2 separate regions of the Hordeum vulgare genome follow, and region 2 is linked to region 1. The links are chromatin contacts, called in public Hi-C maps. All regions are on one chromosome and are shown on one strand. Each heading gives the region's core, a stretch centred on a gene start, on an enhancer-like site or on the middle of the called end of the contact. The rest is flanking DNA. Distances are from core to core; before and after follow the strand shown.

What was found. A called contact is a pair of places that touch in the nucleus more often than the background predicts.
Region 2: a contact with region 1 is called in a Hi-C map of leaf, with 6 times the contacts expected there. The contact joins the promoter of LOC123444008 here to the promoter of LOC123443981 in region 1. A contact is called at or near these places in 4 of 6 Hi-C or Micro-C datasets (leaf and seedling) and 1 of 1 datasets of contacts at active chromatin or transcription factors (embryo).

The regions. Positions count from the first base shown.
Region 1 is chr1H:447,065,575-447,068,210 of MorexV3_pseudomolecules_assembly, forward strand. LOC123443981 (cytochrome c-type biogenesis CcmH-like mitochondrial protein) reads right to left here and starts at 1,348. Exons shown (of 4, transcript XM_045120584.1): 1 at 1,275-1,348. It overlaps LOC123443999 (cysteine proteinase inhibitor), which reads left to right and starts at 853. Exons shown (of 2, transcript XM_045120596.1): 1 at 853-1,207; 2 at 1,299-1,611. The coding sequence starts at 1,064. The coding sequence ends at 1,478. It overlaps LOC123443976 (transcription regulator complex subunit bur6-like), which reads right to left. Exons shown (of 6, transcript XM_045120560.1): 6 at 1,862-2,607. The coding sequence ends at 2,122.
Region 2 is chr1H:447,198,620-447,201,255 of MorexV3_pseudomolecules_assembly, forward strand. LOC123444008 (aldehyde dehydrogenase family 2 member C4-like) reads left to right here and starts at 1,335. Exons shown (of 9, transcript XM_045120607.1): 1 at 1,335-1,706. The coding sequence starts at 1,610.

The sequences.
Region 1 (2,636 bases), core at 98-2,597:
TTTGGATCAAAGTAGTCTCATGATCTTTGCATGACCCTTCACTCTATCACGGTTGATGTGTATGCGGCCAAACTACGACGATGTGTTTCACCTTGATTCCAATGACCCTCCAACCCTGTCACCGGAATCCGACGAATCAACAACGAGGACAATGTTTCACCTAGCTTAAGAAGAAGTGAAAAGTAAGCAAGTTGTCATCTAGTGAGAGCTAAAAGACACGGAGAACATCCCCCCTCTATTTGTCAATAGCTTCCGCCTTCCTCTCTTTCATTTCACGTCGGTTCAGCCAAGCCAATAGATTCCATAGGCGGGTCAGTTATAGCTGTAGTAGCCTTTGATTAGGTCCTTTCAATAGACTTTCCGTAGCTATAATTCGATAGACTTTCCGTAGCTCAGTACTGCTGATCGTTGACGCCCGCAATATTCCGATGACAGGGCTAGACGGACTCGACGTCGAATAGAAGGGCAACGGGTGTGAAGAAAGGCAACGATGTAGCGGCGAAGCCGACGAAGTTGCAGTGACAGGAGGCGACGCGAGGAAGAGACGTGGCTTTTACTCGGCCGCCGAACAATGGAGTATATTTAAAAAAAAAAGGATACGCGGCTGAGAATAATTTATTCTCCATTACAACGAATTGGGGATGGCTAAGTGCCAGTTAGAGAAATAAAACCGAAATTTTAATTTTCTAACCGGTTATTAGAGAATCGGTTAGAGGTGCTTATGCTTCGCCAGCACTTGCCTTCAGAGCTAAGCATTGCAACGTCGCCATCGCACAACCAGCGCTGCTGCGTACCGCGTCCGTCGCGTCGGCGCACAGCGCCAGCGCTCCGCCCATCGCCCATAGCTGTCGCGCCCCCGAAAAAAATACACGTCGCACAAAAACGGAATCCTTCCGCCCCCAGACTCCACATGTCGCTATAAAGTCCCGACCCCCACTCCGCTCGATCAAACATCGTGTTGGCTCACGGAAATAGATCTGTTCTCTCTCAGACCCTCATCAGCAGCCAATCCGTCGTGCACTCCTCCCTCGGCTCAGCGCAACCCTCCGGACGCACGGCAGCCATGGCCGAGGCGGCGCAGGGCGGTGGGCTACGCGGCCGCGGCGTGCTGCTGGGCGGCGTCCAGGACGCGCCGGCGGGGCGGGAGAACGACCTCGAGACCATCGAGCTCGCGCGCTTCGCCGTCGCCGAGCACAACGCCAAGGCCGTAAGATCATCCCCGCCCGCCCGATCGATCCCAAAGTCATCTGATACGATTAACTGTAGTGGCTGACCTGTTAATTCTGTTTTGGGCGCAGAACGCGTTGCTGGAGTTCGAGAGGCTGGTGAAGGTGAGGCAGCAGGTGGTGGCCGGGTGCATGCACTACTTCACCATCGAGGTCAAGGAAGGCGGCGCCAAGAAGCTCTACGAGGCCAAGGTGTGGGAGAAGGCCTGGGAGAACTTCAAGCAGCTCCAGGAATTCAAGCCGGCCGCCTAATGAAAAGATGTAGATAATGCTAGTATGTTATATACTTATATGTAAGCTGAAGCTTGTGGCTCGAGCCTATCCAACATGCCAGCCTCGCTGGATACTGGCGTAATATGATGAAATAAACCTGCTCCCTACCTCATGTAGTTGCTCTGATTTTCCCAACGGAACATGCTGAGTTCCCAGTATTTTCACCTACTATCAGACACGTTGACTTATACTCCCTCTGTCCCAAGTGTCAAAAACGCTCTCATATTACGTGAGATGGGACGGAGGGAGTAGTTTGCAATTCACCTCCAAAATATCTGGACCTCTTGCATCACAGAAACAACACAAGATTGTCAGCATTAACCACCAAAGCAAGAGAGAAAAATCCACAGCTAACAAGCATAAGCATTGCGACATACCATCTGATCTAAGAGCGGCCGTGATTTACAACCGGTGAACCTGTCTAGTTATATGGTTGCTACACAAAAGATACTATAGCTACTACTGGCTACTGAGCCATCAACATATGTGACATCCTAAATTACTTCTGCAGCGTCTGCGGGTACACATACTACTAAGAGAATTGCTACTACATTGTCAAGCTGGGCCTGCTAGGATGTACATCATGTCATGTCTACCTACTAAATCCACGCTGGAGTCACCGTCATTCTTCATTGTCATAGTCTTCGTCCTCCTCCTCTAATCTATGGTTTGACGACAGCGCAAACTGGACCGGATCCAAGGCCATCTTGTTCATCTCAGGCAGTTGCCAGCCCAGGAGATCCTTGGTCTCCACTTCTTTCAACAGTGAAACCGACGGCCCTGAAGTCTGGACTTGCGACGCCACGATCACCACCGGAGCTGCAGGATCGGCTTGCGGTGCCACTGTATCCTCCTCATAGTCAGCAAGATCTAAGTTCAAGTCAATGTTCCTTAAGGAGGCCCTGGCATTGCTCAAAGGGGTATGCTCCTTGGTTTCAGTTGTGTCAAAACCATCTCCAGTCTCTACCTTTAGGTGGCCTGGGTTGCTAAATTCAGTGCGAGCTAATTCATGGTGTTCAATCTCCCTCTCAGCTCCACGCCCGGCACGGCGACCTCTCCCGCGTCCCCTCCCACGCCCTCTGCCGTTGCTTGTGTGGCATGCTGCCTCCTGCATGTGCAAAACTTTTATCAGCAAAA
Region 2 (2,636 bases), core at 85-2,584, 130 kb after region 1:
ATTACGATGTTCGGACACACCATTACGATGTGGTGTTCCAGGCGGTGTCAACTGTGAAACAATTCCACATTGTCTTAAGTGAGCACCAAACTCGAAACTCAGATATTCACCCCCACGATCAGAACGTAGGAACTTGATCTTCTTGTTACGATGATTTTCAACTTGACTCTAAAATTGCTTAAACTTCTCAAACGTCTCAGACTTGTGCTTCATCAAGTAGATATATCCATACCTACTCAAATCGTTAGTGAAGGTGAGAAAATAACGATATCCGCTGCGCGCCTCCACACTCATCGGACCGCACACATCGGTATGTATGATTTCCAACAAGTCACTTGCACACTCCATTGTTCCAGAGAACGGAGTCTTAGTCATCTTGCCCATGAGGCATGGTTCGCACGTGTCAAGTGATTCAAAGTCAAGTGACTCCAAAAGTCCATTGGAATGGAGTTTCTTCATGCGCTTTACACCAAGATGACCTAAGCGGCAGTGCCACAAAAACATGAAGCTATCATTGCTAACTCTACATCTTTTGGTCTCAATGTTATGTATATGTGTATCATCGCTATCAAGATTCAATATGAACAATCCTCTCACAATGGGTGCATGACCATAAAAGATATTACTCATAGAAATAGAACAACCATTATTCTCTGACTTAAACAAGTAATCGTCTCGCAATAAACTAGATCCAGATATAATGTTCATGCTTAAGGCAGGCACTAAATAATAATTATTTAAGTTCATAACTAATCCTGATGCTAACTGAAGTGAAACTGTGCCGACGGCGATTGCATCAACCTTGGAACAATTTCCCATGCGCATCGTCAATTTTCGTCAACGGTTGCAACAACAAAAAAATTGTGGCAAAAAAAATATCTACGTGATCGTAGCAAAAATACGAAGAAGATGATGCGTGGTAGCAAAAGTCAAACGCCGGTTGTAGCAAATATCTACGTGACGTGTTGCCGCAAAAAATAATGATGGTTGTAGCAAAAATTGTAGCAAAAATCAAAACGCCGGTTGTAGCAAAAATCCAACAAACTCGAGTTGCAACCAAACGTATATGCAACTTTTTTGCTGGACAAATATAGTAAATAAAAAACGTTTATAGCAAATATGAACGTTGGTTGCAACAAATTTAAACCGGAAAAAGGCTATATGAAAAACGTTTGTATGAAAATAACACATGGTTGCAGCAAATTTGACGAAAAAATATTGCATGAACCTACCAGCGAGGCGCTCGAAATATTGCATGAACCTACCAGCAAGGCGCGCGACCGGCAGCGTTTACCTTTCATATAGCCCCAAAATCAAGCTGGGCTGTCGTTAATAAAGTCATTAGTCGGCCATAACGTATAGGAGAAAGTGTCCCCCTGTCTCCGCCCCACGCGCTAGCAGCCATACAACTGATAATACAAGGTGGAGGACAAGAGAGTTTTCAAGTCCCATCACAGTACTTGACCAAGCTGTTGCCAGACTGTTCTCAAAGAAGAAACGCCGTAGCCTGAAACCAGAGCCATCTCTATATAAGCAACTCAAGTCGTACAAGACTTTTCTCCGGTAGAGAATAGCAAGCTTGTGTTGCTGAGTTGAGACACGCATCACAATGGGGAGCAACGACGGCTGGAAGCAGACGCTGGTGGTGCCGGAGATCAAGCACACCAAGCTCTTCATCAACGGCGAGTTCGTCGATGCTGCCTCCGGTACGTCGTCATGATCAATTACCTTGTGCATGTGAAAATATTTATACTGGCTGTGCTCCAATCTCAATTTGATGGATACCTAGGAACTTACATATGCACCGAAAGATATACTGGCAATTTTATCTTGTTGTAGATGGGATGCATGTCAGATAAGATTGAGTATTTGAGATGGACCCAGCTCAACATAGTTGGCTTTATAGCTTTTGTTTGCGGGACGACTCTATAGTTTCTTATCCTTATCTTTGATGCAGACTGCATGTTAATATTTTTTTCTGACGGTAATTTTATAGATATACAGTTCATGCAAGTATCTACTGGAGTACAAAGCATGCTCAGATATTCCCCGCCTGAACCAAGTTAGCCTTCATATGCATGGTGTTTTCGACCAGTCGCCCCTACTTAGATTTCCTAAACGTCTGTCAGGGAATAAACCCAAAACAACTGAAGTTAAATTTGATTGTGGCTTGGCTTGGCTTGGCTTGGCTTGGCTCGCCGGCCGTTGTTTCTTAATTATGACCGAATGACTTGACATGGAAACATCAGTATATGAACATTCTATATAGGAACTACAGTAGATAGAGATATCTTCGGTTGCTACCGCCAAAAGAGAGGGGAAAAAAAACAATCCCTTTGTAAAACAGATAGTATAATTTTCTCCTTCCCCTGCCTCCCTTGGAACAGTGTCGCCACAAGGAGGGACACATGCCTTTGTTGACTTTGCAAATGTATTCTAATCACAATATGGACTGACTTGCCTATAATATCCTTTTGGATGAAGCCCAGAAATATATGGTTTTGCGTGTAAAATATCTGCTTGCTCTCCCCATCGATATAACCAACCTGTCACGCTCACGAGATTCAACAAAAGCATCCCATAACTTACGAAATTATTGTCTGCTATCCCTTTGATTGCCGCCACTTGATGTTTGA